Linked DNA regions of Sus scrofa: regions 2, 3 and 4 are each linked to region 1. The links are chromatin contacts, called in public HiChIP or PLAC-seq and promoter capture Hi-C maps. All regions are on one chromosome and are shown on one strand. Each heading gives the region's core, a stretch centred on a gene start, on an enhancer-like site or on the middle of the called end of the contact. The rest is flanking DNA. Distances are from core to core; before and after follow the strand shown.

What was found. Promoter capture Hi-C pulls out the DNA fragments that hold promoters and counts their contacts. HiChIP or PLAC-seq counts read pairs in DNA pulled down with a chosen protein or histone mark.
Region 2: a promoter capture Hi-C map of fetal liver shows a contact between it and region 1, with 2.9 times the contacts expected there. The contact joins the promoter of ERC1 here to the promoter of FBXL14 in region 1. A contact is called at or near these places in 3 of 5 promoter capture datasets (fetal liver, fetal skeletal muscle and liver), 3 of 47 Hi-C or Micro-C datasets (embryonic fibroblasts, mesenteric adipose tissue and subcutaneous adipose tissue) and 1 of 2 datasets of contacts at active chromatin or transcription factors (alveolar macrophages).
Region 3: a contact with region 1 is called in a promoter capture Hi-C map of liver, with 8 times the contacts expected there. The contact joins the enhancer-like site here to the promoter of FBXL14 in region 1. A contact is called at or near these places in 4 of 5 promoter capture datasets (fetal liver, fetal skeletal muscle, liver and 1 more), 27 of 47 Hi-C or Micro-C datasets (adipocytes, adipose tissue, alveolar macrophages and 17 more) and 2 of 2 datasets of contacts at active chromatin or transcription factors (alveolar macrophages and skeletal muscle).
Region 4: a contact with region 1 is called in an H3K27ac HiChIP or PLAC-seq map of alveolar macrophages, with 4 times the contacts expected there. The contact joins the enhancer-like site here to the promoter of FBXL14 in region 1. A contact is called at or near these places in 1 of 5 promoter capture datasets (liver), 13 of 47 Hi-C or Micro-C datasets (alveolar macrophages, brain, embryonic fibroblasts and 7 more) and 2 of 2 datasets of contacts at active chromatin or transcription factors (alveolar macrophages and skeletal muscle).

The regions. Positions count from the first base shown.
Region 1 is chr5:68,676,416-68,680,004 of Sscrofa11.1, forward strand. It overlaps FBXL14 (F-box/LRR-repeat protein 14), which reads right to left and starts at 1,804. Exons shown (of 2, transcript XM_021092497.1): 1 at 1,242-1,804; 2 at 1-1,239. The coding sequence starts at 1,713. The coding sequence ends at 512. The region is part of intron 1 of WNT5B (protein Wnt-5b); the gene reads left to right.
Region 2 is chr5:68,221,775-68,225,363 of Sscrofa11.1, forward strand. It overlaps ERC1 (ELKS/Rab6-interacting/CAST family member 1), which reads left to right and starts at 1,948. Exons shown (of 20, transcript XR_002344310.1): 1 at 1,948-2,214. It also overlaps a transcript of RAD52 not described here.
Region 3 is chr5:68,326,747-68,330,335 of Sscrofa11.1, forward strand. It overlaps ERC1 (ELKS/Rab6-interacting/CAST family member 1), which reads left to right. Exons shown (of 20, transcript XR_002344310.1): 8 at 2,121-2,288. Among named protein-coding and RNA genes, the nearest start is that of ERC1, 100 kb to the left of the region's middle. Within about 2 kb of position 1,730, at least 3 of the 83 cell types and tissues checked have an H3K27ac peak or open chromatin away from gene starts, as enhancers often do. A contact at or near this core is called in fetal liver and liver, where this site is marked.
Region 4 is chr5:68,409,068-68,412,656 of Sscrofa11.1, forward strand. The region is part of intron 14 of ERC1 (ELKS/Rab6-interacting/CAST family member 1); the gene reads left to right. Among named protein-coding and RNA genes, the nearest start is that of ERC1, 190 kb to the left of the region's middle. Within about 2 kb of position 1,739, at least 13 of the 83 cell types and tissues checked have an H3K27ac peak or open chromatin away from gene starts, as enhancers often do. A contact at or near this core is called in alveolar macrophages, where this site is marked.

The DNA of each region.
Region 1 (3,589 bases), core at 554-3,053:
AGCAGGAGTGATGAGGAAAGACTGGGATTAGTTACAAAGTGGAAAAAGGGTGAAAAGGCCGTTGTAGTTGGGTTTGCTTTTATACATTTCAAAATAAAAACCAGATCACAGTATTCAAATGAAAGCTTAAGTGAAGGCAGACATTTTCCTCAACTCCCCAGGGTTGAAAGGACTGGTCACTCCCCACCCCCACCCCATTCCCAAATGCAGCGCGGCGGGAGCACAGTAGCTCAATCCATCCTCCAAACCCCTGCAGGGAGCAGTGGGTGGGAAGCGGCGAGTCCATCTCTGCATCCGCAGGGAAAAAAGGGGGGAGTGGGAAGGGGCAGCAGAGGGACCCCGGGTGCAAAGGGGTAAGGGTGGGGGTATGAGCCTGGGGCTTTGTGTCATCGCCCCCGCTGCATCCACCGCAATCATCTGTGTCTACGTGTGCGTGTCGCGTGACCGTGGGGGCCGTGGTGGTGACAGGAAGATGAACGGGGCGGGACAAGGGGAGCTGGCGCTGCCGCCCTCACCTGACCTTCTCACTATCCGTCATCTGCCAGAGTCCCAGGTTGAGCACCTTGAGGCAGGGCAGCTGCGTGATGCGCTCCAGGCCGCGCTTGGTGATGCGGGTGCAGCCGTACAGGTCTATGCCCGTGAGCTGGCTCAGGTGCTCCGCGATCAGCTCCAGGCCCTTGTCCGTGATGCGCACGCACTGTCCGATGTTGAGCGTGCGCAGCCCGTGCATCTGCCGCACCATGCGGTTGATGCCATCGTCACTGATGTGGCAGGAGCAAAGAGACAGGGACTTGAGGCCGTCCAGCCCCTGCGCTATGTAAGCCAGACTCTGGTCCCCCACCTTGTCACAAAAGGAGACGTCCAGCCCCGAGAGGCGCAGGCTGCCCATGGCCAGATGCATGATGCCCGTGTCACTGATGTTGTCGCAGGAGCGCAGGTTAAGGCTGCGCAGGCTGCCCATGTGCGACAGGTGCAGGAGGCCCGCGTCTGAGATGCCCCCGCAGAAGCTGAGGTTGAGAAGCCGCAGGCCCGTCAGCCCCCGGGAGATGTGCTTCAGAGATAGGTCCGTGAGCTTCTGGCAGTCCTGCAGCGTGAGCTGCTCCAGGCCTAGGCAGCCCTCGGCCGCGCTGCGCGTCATGCCGGCCAGGTGCCCGATGCCCACGTCTGAGAGGTGGCGGCAGCTGCGGAGATTAAGGCTCTTGAGGCGCTGCAGGCCCCAGGCGATGAGCAGGAGGCCGTGTTGGTGATGTTGCTGCAGCCACCCAGCTCCAGCACCTCCAGGCCCTTGAGGTACTGGGCTATGCGGCCCAGGCTGCTGTCGGTGATCTGCTTGCAGAGGCTCAGGTTGAGAGCACGCAGCGAGCCGATCTCCTGCACGAACGCGTGGCCCAGCCCGTTGTCGGTGAGGTTGTAGCAGCCGCTGAGGTTGAGGCTCTCGATGTTGGCCATGCCCTGGATCACGTAGCTGAGGCTGCGGCGCAGGCTCAGGATCTGCACCCGGCGGATGCCCCGGGCCTGCAGGCTGGGGAACAGCGACGGGTTGGCCCGGCGCAGGTGCAGCTTGGCCTCCACCCCCCGCCACACCGACTTGTGGTAGGCGGCGTCCCGCCAGGCCGTGCACACCTGCGCCGCGCGCCCCTTGTCGCGCACGTCCAGGTAGCCGAAGATCATGGCCAGCAGCTCGGGGAACAGGCACGAGATGTGCGTCTCCATCTTCCTCCCCGCGGCGCCGGGGAGGAGGCGCGGGCCCCGCTCCAGCCCGAGCGACGAGGCGGCTGGCCGGCCGCGCCGCGGGCCCAACGGACGCGCCTCCCGCCTTCCGGCTCGGCGCCGCTCCTCCTCCCGTCCGCGCGTCCTTCCTGCCGCCCTGCCCGCCCTCCCCGCCCGGCGCGCTAGGCGCTCACATCCCGGGCGGGCGCCCCCGCGGCCCGGCCCTCGCTGGGCTCAGCCCCGCCGCGCCCGGCCCGCGCCGCCCCGCGCGCCCCGCCGCCGCCGCCGCGCCCCCGGCCGCATCCTCCGGCGCCGCGCCGGCCGGGCTGCGCGCTCGGGCTGGGCGCCGGGAGGCTGCGGCCGCCTTTGTCCTCGCCCGCTTTTCAAAGCTGCCAGCGGGCCGCCCGCACTCGGCCGCCCCGGCGGGGGGACCTCGGGCCGGCGCGCGCTTAGCCCCCGCGTCCGCGCACGGGGCAGCGCCGGCCGGCACGGAGCGCGCGCGCGGAGCCGACCCGGGGCGAGCGGCGGCCGCGCCGGGGGCGTCCGGGCCGGACCCGCTGCTCTCCGCGCCTCCGCGCCCCCGCCCCCCGCGCTCCCCCGCGCGCGCGCGATGGTACGAGCCTGCGCGCCGGAACTGCCGGCGTTGCCCTGGAAACCGAGCGCCGGCCCGCCGCGGGTTAACCCTGTGCGCGCCGTCGGGGCGCCAACCGGGTCGGGCCGCGTCGCCGCCGCCGCCTCCCGGAGCCGCCGGCCTCGCCCGGCCCACGTCTGGGTTGCGCGCCGCCGCCGGGCCCGAGGCCTCTCCGTTCGCCTCCACCCTGACAGCCAGCTCCCTTTATCCTCCCGCAGACCCTCCTCCCAGACCACTGCTCGGCGACCGCCCCGCTCTCCTCCTTCCCTCCAGTCCCTAAGACCCCGCAGCGCGTCAGTGCGGCCGCCCCACCGGTCCTCTCTGGTGGGCGGCTTCCCACGGTGCCTTTCTCCCCAGACTTGTGCCCTAAACTGGAAAGAAACTCAGCTCTATCCGCCCGTCCCTTAGCCGAACGCAGGCCCTCCCAGTGCTCGATCTGGATTTACCCATTACCACTTCCTTCTAGCATGTTCCGGGTGTTTCCAGACATCACTGCCAGTGCGCTGCCCTGGGCTCGTTCGGCTTCAGAACTTCCTCCGCCTCCGCACTTGGCTGTGAGCCGTTGGCTGCCCCGCGTCTGGAGCCAGCAGCCTCACTTAAGCGCTTTCTTTCTTGTCAGCCTCTTAGACCACGCATGGCCCGGTTGTACTGATGGTTCATATAGTTTTGTGTGCCGACACAGATTTACTTTTAGATAAAGTAGAATGACGATTGGACTTGGCTTAAGGTGCTTCAGCAAATATCTGTTGGTTTATAAACTGTGTTCCGTGGAACTACGGAATGCTCCATTCTAGAATGTGGCTTCTGGATGTTAAATGCCCTTTCAGAGGATAGGATTTCAGAGTTTCATTTTAACTGCCCCCAAACCAAGACTTTTTGAATTAGAAAATGACCCTCTGTGTGGTTTTTTTAATTTCTTTGTTTGTTTGTCTTTTGGCCATTTCTCTGGCCGCTCCCGTGGCATATGGAGGTTCCCAGGCCAGGGGTCCAATCGGAGTTGTAGCCGCCGGCCTGCTCCACAGCCACAGCAACGCAGGATCCGAGCGGCGTCTGCGACCTACGCCACAGCTCGCGGCAAGGCCAGATCTTTAACGCACTGACCAAGGCCAGGGATCGAACCCGCAACTTCATGGTTCCTAGTCGGATTCGTTAACCGCTGAGCCAGACGGGAACTCCGACCCTCTGTGTTTTTAATAAATGTATGTATCCATCCAGCAAGATACATCTGATTCAGCTATCAAACAGTAA
Region 2 (3,589 bases), core at 698-3,197, 450 kb before region 1:
CGACGGGAACTCCCTGTTGTTGTTTTTTAAAGTTTTTTGAAGTTTCCATTTCTTCTATAGTCATATTTTCTGTTTATCCTTCCCCTTCCTTCCCCCAGCCCCAAGCTGGAGACTTCTAACAGTCTTTGGTTGACTGTTCATATTAAGATGAGGTAGTTGGATGCTGATGACAAATCTTTAGAACTTGGGAGGGTCTTGTCAACTTGCAGTTTCACTCTAGGGTGAGTTTTTAGGAAACTGCCTATTGTGTCAGAATAAAGAATGCTTTGCTCTTAGTCATTAAACACTCTCCCCAAAGATTACGAATACTCTTGACTTCTAGCTTAGGATAAATGCTTAGCTATTTTATCAAAGGTAAAGGGAGGGTTCTGCTGTTCAGAGATTTTTGGTTTCCTTGTTTTCAGCCCTGCTTCTCACTCTTGCTCCGTCACTGTCTCAAAATTTGTTTTTCTATATCACTTCTGGCAGGGAGGTCTCCTTTCACGGTTGCAGTATCCCCCTACATCTATTTCACATTACGGATTCTTCCATTTTTGTTTTAATCAGTCTTCACTCACTTTCTGTGTGAAAAATTACAAAAAAAATATTTTGGTGGCTTCCTTCCCAGGTTCTGTTTTGTATGCTTTTTTTTCCCCCCATTCCTTTATTAGTATTTTAATGGGTCTCAGGAAGAAGAGGCAATTAATGCTAGTACTCAGCCAGCTTTAATTAAAAAAAATCCTAAATGTAGGTTTAAAAAGAGGTACCTGGGGGAGAAACAACTGTGGAATGGCAAAAAAAGAAAATTCCAAGTCTGTGATACTGACAGTATTCCTGTGTGTGTAGAACTTAATGCTTAGCATCTTACCACCTACAGATCCACAAAGGGATATGACAGATCTGAGCTATCTAGTTCACACCCCACTTTACAGTTAAGAAAAGTAGGACCTAGAAATAATGTGATTTTCCCGTGGTCACACAAGCAGAAAGTGGAAGAATAGAAACTGCAAAGATACGACGAGTCCGCTTTGCTTTGCTTTTACTTCACCATGTTAAAAATCGGGGGAGCAGGACGGCAGATCAGCAGTTAGATGAGGAAGATCTTGAAAAACAGTCAAAAAAGGTTGGCTTTTCATAAGCGAGTAGTCACATGCCCGAGAAAATGAAATATTTTAGGGTGCTTAACTGCAAGACCTAGTGTCCTAATAGTGGGCCGCCACGTGTGGAACGTACTGAAGGGGGCGACTGTCCAGCAGACCGGGAACCGCAGGAACCCGAGTGAGCCCGGGCGGGATGTGGATGCGGTGAGTGAGAACGCCGAGGGGAGGGAAAGTGACGGTGAGGTCCTGAGGCAGGGCAGACTGGGTAACTGTGGTAGAGACTGAGCCTGACTCCACCGCTCACACCCGCAGGCGCGAAATAAACCTAATCAGCGTCCCTCTCACTCTCTCAGCTTACCTACATCCTTACATTAACAGAGCGCGGTTCCAGCGGCGCTTCGGCACCTGAGGACTGGGGCGCCTGACGCGCGCGGCCGGCTGCCGCGTGGACCAAGGCGGCGGGTCTCGGCGAGCTCCGGACTTGCGCCCGCTTGCGGGCAGCCGGAGGGCCCAGGCCCGGAAGTTCAGCAGAGGCGGGCGAGAGAGCGAGCAACACGGCGCTCCGAGCCTCCTACCAGCGGTCCGGCCAGGATGTCCGCGACACGCCCGCGAGGCGGGGGCCCACAGCTTGTACGGCGCAGCATCCTACGGCAAGCGGGAGGAGACAGGCGCCACCCGCCCGCGCGGCGAGTGCGCGCGTGTGCGCCGCGGAGCGCGGAGCCGCCCGCCCGCCGGCCCCTGGAAGGCGCCCGAAGCCTGGGAGCTGCTGAATCTCTCTCCCAGGAGGCTGCGGGAAGGCCAGCGGGCGCGGCCAGCGGGGGCGGGGCTCTAGTGACGTCAGCCAGGGGCGGGGCTGGAGTCTCGCGCAGGGGGCGGGGCGCGATGACGTCGGGCGCCCAGGCCGAGCTGTGGCGGCGGTGGCGGCGGCGGTAGTGGCGGCGGCTCCCGGGCGGCAGCGGGAGCGGCAGCCCTGAGGAGGGTGAGACGGCGGCGGTGGCGGCAGCTCGGAGTCGGGCAGCGCCTGAAGCTTCCCGCCCGTCGCTGGCGCTAGGCCCCCGTGCTCTCCTCCGCCGGGTCTTCCTCACGGCCCTGGCCGGGGCAGGGCAGCGCGCCCCCGGGGAGGGCGGAGCCGTAGGTGAGGCGCGGGGACCCCTCCCCCTCCGCGCCCTGCCGGGGGGATGGGGCGTCGTGAGGGCGGCCCCACCCAGCCCACCGGCGGGCCCCACCCGGGCGGTCTCGGGGCGGCGGCGCCGTGGCGGCGGCGGGGACCGGCGGGGGCTGCGGGTGCCTGGGAGCGCGGGTGGCTGGCCCGCGGCGTGATGTTGCGGGCGAGGCAGAGGAGATGCAGGCATCGGGGAGCCCCGAGGAAGCTGGGGTGCGGTCAGGGTGGATGTGGGTTTTGGGTACCGATGTACAGTGGTGAAGGAGGTGAGGATTCTGGGTTTTTCCCTTCTGTGAAATGTTAAGGTAGGAGATGGTGGGATTCCAAAAGGGAGATGAGCAGTGGATGCTTGCTTGCCTTTGAGGCAGTTGGAGAAGATGTTGCTCTGGGTCTCACGTTTCTGCTTGAGGGTTTGGGGTCTTTTTTCTTTTTTTTGCTCCTGGCGTGGCTGGTGGGGTCGAGGAGGGAAGAAACTCTATCTGCCTTTCGCTCAGGGGGGATAAATTGTAAGCGTGGCTGAATTTGGAGTTTTATACCCTTCAGGAAAAGCGAGATCTTCGGTTAGGACAACTTCATTCTGGCAGCAACAGTAGGGAATAGGTCCCATTCCACTTAGTCCCTTAAAGGCGTTATCTTCCACTCTTTTTTTGTGCCCAAATGATCTCATTTTTAAGCTTTATCCTAGCCCCGTAAGAGAAGGCCTGAGGATCAGGTGGTTGCTTTGGAAGACACATTTCTGAGGAGTAGTTTGCAGGTGGTTGTTGTTGACTACTTTGGATGGATGAAATGAACAGTTTGAACAGTTCTGTTGGCGCTGGTTATATGAAAAATGTTTAAATGTTTTAAAGCCCAGTTTTCTTTTACAACTCATTTCTTAGTAGACCTTGACATTTAGGTATTTTGTGTTTAACACTTAATTATTAGAAATGATTTTTATTTCTCAGTTGCATATGTCTTTATTAGACACTTTAAAAGTGACGGGGATGTGGCATTCCCACTGTGGTGCAACAGTATCCGCAGTGTCTTGGGATCCCTGGGATACAGGTGCCATCCCCTGCCTGTCACAGTGGGCTAAGGATCCGGTGTTGTGGCAGCTGCAGCTTAGGTCAGAACTGTGGCTCAGATCTGATCCCTGGCATGGGAACTCCATATACACCCCCTCTCCCCCCGGGGGACGGCCAAAAAAAAAAAAAATGTGATGGGGCTGTAAATAAGCTATACCCCAATATGATTTTTTTAAAAAAGTGAAGTAGAATAATTTTTTTGGGTAGTTTCCTGTTTCTAAGAAATGTTCTTGGAGTCAGATGGTTTTAAATTGCTCTTTAATTACATTTTGAGGGCATGTGTC
Region 3 (3,589 bases), core at 480-2,979, 350 kb before region 1:
AGAGAGATGTAAAAAGGGGAAGATGACAGAGGATCTAGTGAAGAAAACTGAAAAGGTGTGTCCAGAGAGTTAGCAAGGGAGCAAGTTGTAAATCCTAAAAGAGGAATTCTAGGAAATGTGCCATTGTTTCCATGCAGTTATTACTCCTGATGTGCACAGGTGAAAAATAAAGGAAAGTTGGAGTTTCCATTGTGGCGCAGTGGAAACAAATTCAGCTAGTAACCATGAGGTTGCAAGTTCAATCCCTGGCCTTCATCAGTGGGTTAAGGATCCCACGCTGCCGTGAGCTATGGTGGTGTAGGTTGCAGACATGGCACAAATCCAGTGTTGCTGTGGCTGGGGTGTAGGCCGTAGCTGTAGCTCCAATCCAACCCTAGCCTGGGAACCTCCATATGCCATGGGTGTGGCCCTAAAGAAGGGGGAAAAAAAAAAGGTTAAGGTGGGTTGAGATAATAATGGTTTTGTGATCAGAAGAGGCAAAAATTGCAAGGTAGCCATCTTTCTGTTCATGTCCACTGGTAAAGAAAGTCTTGTAGAGGAAAAACCTTCTGTTTTTGTTGAAGTTGGCATAACCTCTTTGCCCAGACCTTGATCATTGGCAAGCTGGATGGATGCTTTTCCTCCAGCTCAGTTGATGTGAATAAACAAGGTCTTATTCCTCCTGCCATGAATGGTGTTAGGGTGATGACTGTTTGTCCTGCTAGTCTCTGAGGGGTTTTCCTGAATACGTTTTTTGTGGTTTGCAAAATACGGACCCCACGCAAAATTATGCTATGAACTTAGATCACTCCAAACCAAAAGATCAGTGTAGAATTCAGAGCAATTAATCTAGTAGTTGCAAAGTGGTTTTTGTGGTTGTTTTTATCTCACATCTCTAGACCCGCACATTTAAATTCTGTATTGCACAAAAAGGCAGAACAAGGAAAAGTATACACAGGTGATTTGAATTTAATATTTCATAAAGAAAAATTATTTAGTAATTATAGTATGGGCTTGGGTAGTTTTGTGCCTAATATTTGTGGTAGGAAATATTTTTAATATCAAAGCCTGCGTTTCCTGCTGCTCTTTCTATGTTTATAATAAAGAGTTTTCATTCTTTACCTTTTTCAGTCACCAGTTCCTGTGGGTCTCATACCTGACATTCCCTCAAAATGGCATGCAGGTATTTATGAGTGGTTAGTCCAGGCACATTTCCAGGTCACTTAGCAGAGTCAGGGACCAGTGTAAAGGGACATCTGGGTACTTTCAGTAAAGCAGCAGAAATATGAGGTCTCATAGTTACCATCTGAGACCTAGGTCCCATCAAAATGAGAAGCATTTACAAGTGATGAGGGATGTTTTCCTGCTATGTTCTGATTCCTGACCCACAGATGAAAAGCCTTTCATTTTTTTGAAATTAATGCCGAGAAGAACTGAAAGACAAGGCAGTTCAGACTTACCTAAGGTTTAAATATCTGGGCTTTTGGCCTTTGCAATAAGAACTTAATAGTGTATTTCAGGGAAATTAGGTAATATGTTTTTTAGGTGAGTTTAGGTAATGTGTTTTTTGCTTGTGGTTATTGGAATATATAGTATACAATATATAAATTAGAATGTGGGAATTAGGTAGAAATGATTTAGTATGTCATTTACTTTTAGATTTCTGGCATGTGTACTTTTCTAAGACTCTGACCTCTGTAACTGTGCAGCGGGTCAAAGGATTGAACTCTTGACTCACCATGACGAAGGTCCTGTAATGAGTTCACTAATAGGAACCACATCGGATACTGTCAGATAGGACTAGCAGCCATGTGGGCCTGCTGGAGCTGAGCTTTTTAACACACACCAACTGGATGAGGGTCCTTGGGCCCTTCTGGCATCTCAAGAAGCTGGTTGTTGAATTTTCGATTCCACAAGGGTCTTCACTCTGTGGTGACAGTTTTTTTCTCTGTTGAATCAGTATTCAGTCTGTTCTGGCATTTCTCTTCTGGCCTTTTTTTTTTCTTCTTTGAATGAAGTGTTTCTGATTTAATAGGTAGGTGAAGGAGCACTGGCACTGGGGGCAACTGTATACATCTCTTTGGAAGGAATTGCATTCCTTTCTTTTCACTTAACCATTCATGAAAATCTTACATTCTTAGGTGGATGCTCTGCGGTTGCGTTTGGAGGAGAAGGAAACCATGCTGAATAAGAAGACAAAACAGATCCAGGATATGGCTGAGGAGAAGGGGACACAAGCTGGAGAGATCCATGACCTCAAGGACATGCTGGATGTGAAGGAGCGGAAAGTTAATGTTTTGCAGAAGAAGGTGAGGCGCAGGTATTCTGAGCCCAGGGCCTCATGTTGGGCACATGGCCTCATTCTTGCCCCTGAGTTATATCTAAGTGCTGTCAGTTTGTTTCATGCCTGTTTATGTTTTTGCTGGTAGTCATCAAAGTTGTTGTTGCAGTAGGTAGATTGTTAAAACTGCTCTGCATATTCTGTTTTTAAAATTTTGAAGTAAAAATTCTTTAGTGTCTTTAGTAGTATGTTCCATGTTCCTGTTTCTGAAAAGTGCCTGGTAAATTGACAGAGTGTTTGTGTTGGCATTCTCCTGCCTCTTCTAATCTCTGTATTTTATGGGAACTGTAGCCATGTGAGTTAGTGTAGCACATGGACAAGGGAAACCTGTAGCTCCATACACATGATCAACAAGACTACAGTTTTAAATAGAAGCACATGCTGCTGTCATGGCATATAATGTGCGTCTGTCAAGAAAAGGAAGACTGTCCTCCCTTTTTTACCTTAATAATCACTAGAAATTGGCTAACTGTAATAAATAAGGAAAGTCCTAACAAATGTCCCCCCCATACTTTTAGCTTAATTAAAGGGTGCCTTTGAGATAATAGTGACACTAGACACTGGTATTTATTGTTCCTCTCCACTGAGATTGATTAGAAATATTTGGCATTGTCTCAGTTTATTTTTAACAACTCTAACAAAATCCAAGGAATAAAACTCTCTTCACTAAACTTGACATTCAGCCTTTCTCTAAGTACACATGACCGTGTTCAGTATTTGTCCTCTGTTAAATTAGTTGGTTTTCATTTGTTTTCTGTGAGTAAACATAAAAATTTGATCACTCTAAATAGTTGACTTTGATATCTTGTTAGTGGATGCTGATTTGTTTTACATTTTTATGCACACATCCTTCTCACCTTGCCCCTCAACTGCTTGTTTCCCCTTACCTATTTCTTATATATTCTTCCAGGAATAGTTTACATATTTACAAGCAAATATGTATTCCATTCCCCCCCCCCCGTTTTCTTCCTCTTTTTGTGTTCTTTCAGAAGCATTTTATGTATAATCCATATAAAGCAAAAGTATTTGTTTAAACAGAAATGCAATCATTCCTTGTTGCCTTTTCCTTTCCTTTTTTCCTTTAATATATTTTGAAATTCCTTCTGGGGCTTCCTCATTGTTGTGCCAACAGCACTATGTGGATATACTGCAATTTATTTACAAGGTTTCTACTGATGGACAGTTTGCTTAAAATTTCTGCTTTTACATAAAATGATGCTGCAATTTAATAATGTGTATATTTATTTATATCTGAAGTATATTTCTAGG
Region 4 (3,589 bases), core at 489-2,988, 270 kb before region 1:
TAAAAAAATGGGAAAAAAGACAGTCTCTTCAGCAAGTGGTACTGGGAAAACTGGACAGCTGCATGTAAATCAATGAAGCTGGAACACACCCTCACACCACACACAATAATAAACTCAGAATGGCTTAAAGGCAAACCTAAGACAAGACACCATCAAACTCCTGGAAGAGAACATAGGTAAAACATTCTCTGACATCAGCCTTACAAATGTGTTCTCAGGTCAGTCTCCCAAAGCAACTGAAATAAAAGCAAAAATAAAGCAATGGGACCTAATCAAACTGACAAGCTTTGGCACAGCAAAGGGAACCATAAAAAACCAAAAAGACAACTTCCAGAATGGGAGAAAATAGTTTCAAACGATTCAACTGACAAGGGCTTAATCTCTAAAATATACAAACAACTCGTACAACTCAACAACCCAATGAAAAATGGGCAAAAGACCTGAATAGACATTCCTCCAAAGAAGATATACAGGGGGCCAACAAACACATGAAAAAATGCACATAGTATTTTCTAAAAGACTACAACAAAGGGACCTTATTTAGAATGATCAGGAAAGGCATCGCAACATTGCTTTATTTACAACAGTTTAAAGCTTTAGGGTAACCTTATGATTTTTACAAAAATTTTAAAAAATTAATGCATGCTTTTAGTCTCTGCTGCAGTTCCTTTCCACAGGATATAATGAAGCCCTTTGTCATCTGGTCAGAAAAACTCAAAAGATTTCAAATTTGTAGATTTAAAGACTTAGATATTATCATTTGAACATAATTTACCTTTTTTTTTTTTTTTTTTTTTTTTTTAAGTGCTTGAGTTTAAAGCATGGTAGCCAGAATGAGAATGCTGGCTCATGCCAGTTTTTTTCAAGTTTAGAAATCGTTACTGGAAAGCAGAGGACTTATATTTCATAGGACACAGGTGCCCCTCTAGCCCCCCTGCCCTCAATCTCTGAGCCTCTGGGAGCTAAACATCTTGTGGAGCATCCAGTCTTCTGCTCTGAGAGCATCAAGCCCTGTTCATAAAAGTGTGTGAGAATGCAGAGCATTCTACCTAACAGATACATATTATGATCACATTAGTATGAACAGTCCTTTTGTTCCACCTTATTTCCTTCCAGTGGGATTAATACTTCAATCATCATTGGTAAATTTGACATTCGGTTTTTCTGGATTCGTGTCATCTCTTCTCACCTTAAGGACAGATGTATAATATTATTAAGATTGTTTCCTTTTCTATAGTGCTATAATGGGCTGTATTTATAGATTATAGAAGTTTCCTAACACCTCTTAAATTCTTTCTCTTTACTTATCCTTTAAAGTCTTAACTGATATCTGTGTCAGGATTGATGGGGATTTTTGGCATAAGTAGCTGAGCAGTCTGAGAGCATTACAAATACAAACACATTTCTCAGAACTATGTAGGATCATTCAGAAGTCTAGTTGTAAGCAGTGTAAATTGTGCTTTTAAGGCAGTTTACTGATTTCTGCAGAAATCATTTTTCATCAGTGGAAAGATTAAAGAGAGTGTTGTTATGAAACATTTTATTGATAAACATATGGAAAGTACATTTTTAATATCCAAGATTTCTTAGATGTGACAGTTAAATTCACAGCCGTTTTCTCTTTGCCATTGTGTAGTCATTTTGGTATTGAAATCAGGCTCTGTCAAGAGGAACCTAGTAAGTTTCATTGTGGACTCCTGCTCTAATGTCAAGGGTTTGACTTTCCTTTGTTATGGTGACTGGTTATGAAATCAGTCACTTGACAGACCCTGAAGTGAGACTGCTGGAAATACGTCACGTCTGCCTTCCTGGTGACAGCTGGCTACAAAACAACCCACCAGAGCCTTTCTGCAATTGACAAGGGACTTCAAAGGCCAACAGGGCTGCCACTTCAAAGAGAGTTCTGCCATCTCTGGCTTGTTGAAAGAAGAAGTTAAATGGCTGTACCCTGCCGTAGCAGAAATCTCCATGTTTAGACTTCTCCTCCTTTTGATCTTAGAGAGATGTATGAAATGGGCTTTAAGCTAAAGGAATGATATAGTCTGCAGTAATGGCAACCCAATATTATTCTGCATTTCAGTCCACTTATTTGTGGAAATTACCCAAATATGTTCAAATACCAGCAAGTGTAAAAACTCAAATGTCTCAGACAGCAAATGTTCAAAAGAAGAGTCGAAACTCTGTATTGATGTAGCCACCTTCACAAATGAGAATAAGCCAGGTGGTGAATTAAAATGAAACTCTCAGTGTGTTTTAAAAGCTCTCCTTCAGTTTCTCCTTGTAATTTTTACCCTGTTCAGTAGATTCAAATTCTGAATGTTGATAGTAAGAATGACACAACTAAAACCTGTAATCTCAAGACCAGTTTGCATGGTTTAAACTGACATTTCTCTCTTTTTAGTAACTGTGCTTAAAATTTTATACTACCTTGTACCATTTAAAATCTTATTCCTCCGGCTTTGCTGGATACACTTTTGAAGTAATTACTTCATCTTTGTATTAAACAGACAAGCAAACAGAGATTCCAGAGTTTTAATAAAACTTTTGGCGGAAGATGAGAATATCAGGCATCGTGAAGAATCACAAAGAAAAGGCAGCAGCATGAGTTACTGCAGTTAGAATAGCATGACCTTTTCTTCATTACATGGTTTCCTTCTTATGTTGTTGTAGAGAAATAAAACTAAGCCTCCTTGAATTCTTTCGTACTGAACTTCTATTGTCTTAATTTCTCTGTACATGAAATAAAAAAGTTTGACTTGCCAGAAGCTTGAGTCAGTATAACTTCCTCTATAATTTTACCAGATGGGGTCAGTACACAACAACTAAAGAAATTCTGAAGGGAAACTGAAGCCCCCAGGAAGTAACCACATGCTGTGGTTATGATCAAAAAACATCCCTAGATTCATCAGTAGTTTGAAAAGTAGTTCCTAAAAAATAATATGCTTGTGGTTGTCATGTTTGTTTGCATAGTTTCTTCCTTTTGAAAACTTCTTTATAAAATAGTATGTGATTATATTATCCTGGAAGTTAAGGAAATATCTGTCTCTCTGAATTTCATCTTGATTTTTTTCCTTTTTATTCAACAAAAATACCACATTTGTGTTCAGAAGTTCAAAATCAAATGAAAAAATTAGCTGTATTGGAGAAGAAATAAAAACCTTGGCACACCCCAAAATGAACCACAGAGTTGAGTGCCAGAGTCTGTAGATACTGGTTTTCAAAGGAGTTGTGTTTTTGTACTTCTGTCTAAACCATCTAACCACTGCTGGACTGGGAAGTGCTTTTGGAATCTTGGTGGTGGATCTATAACAGATGATATTTAGTTTGCTTGTAATGAGTTCTTGGGGTGTTTGGCCCTTATACTGTTATCTCCTACTGAGAAGTTTGAATAACCAAGTTATTGATGATAGAGGCAGTTATCCAGGATGTGGCTGAAGGTGTCGTTGTGGAGCCAGATGGCTTCCCCCTGATTTTTATATGCAGTTTGTGTTCTCCTTGGCTGCACCTTCCTGGATGTTTTCAGTGAAACATATTTTCCTAGAGAAATGTTTACAGTAGGGTTTATCCTGCACAACAGATAGTTTTTGTG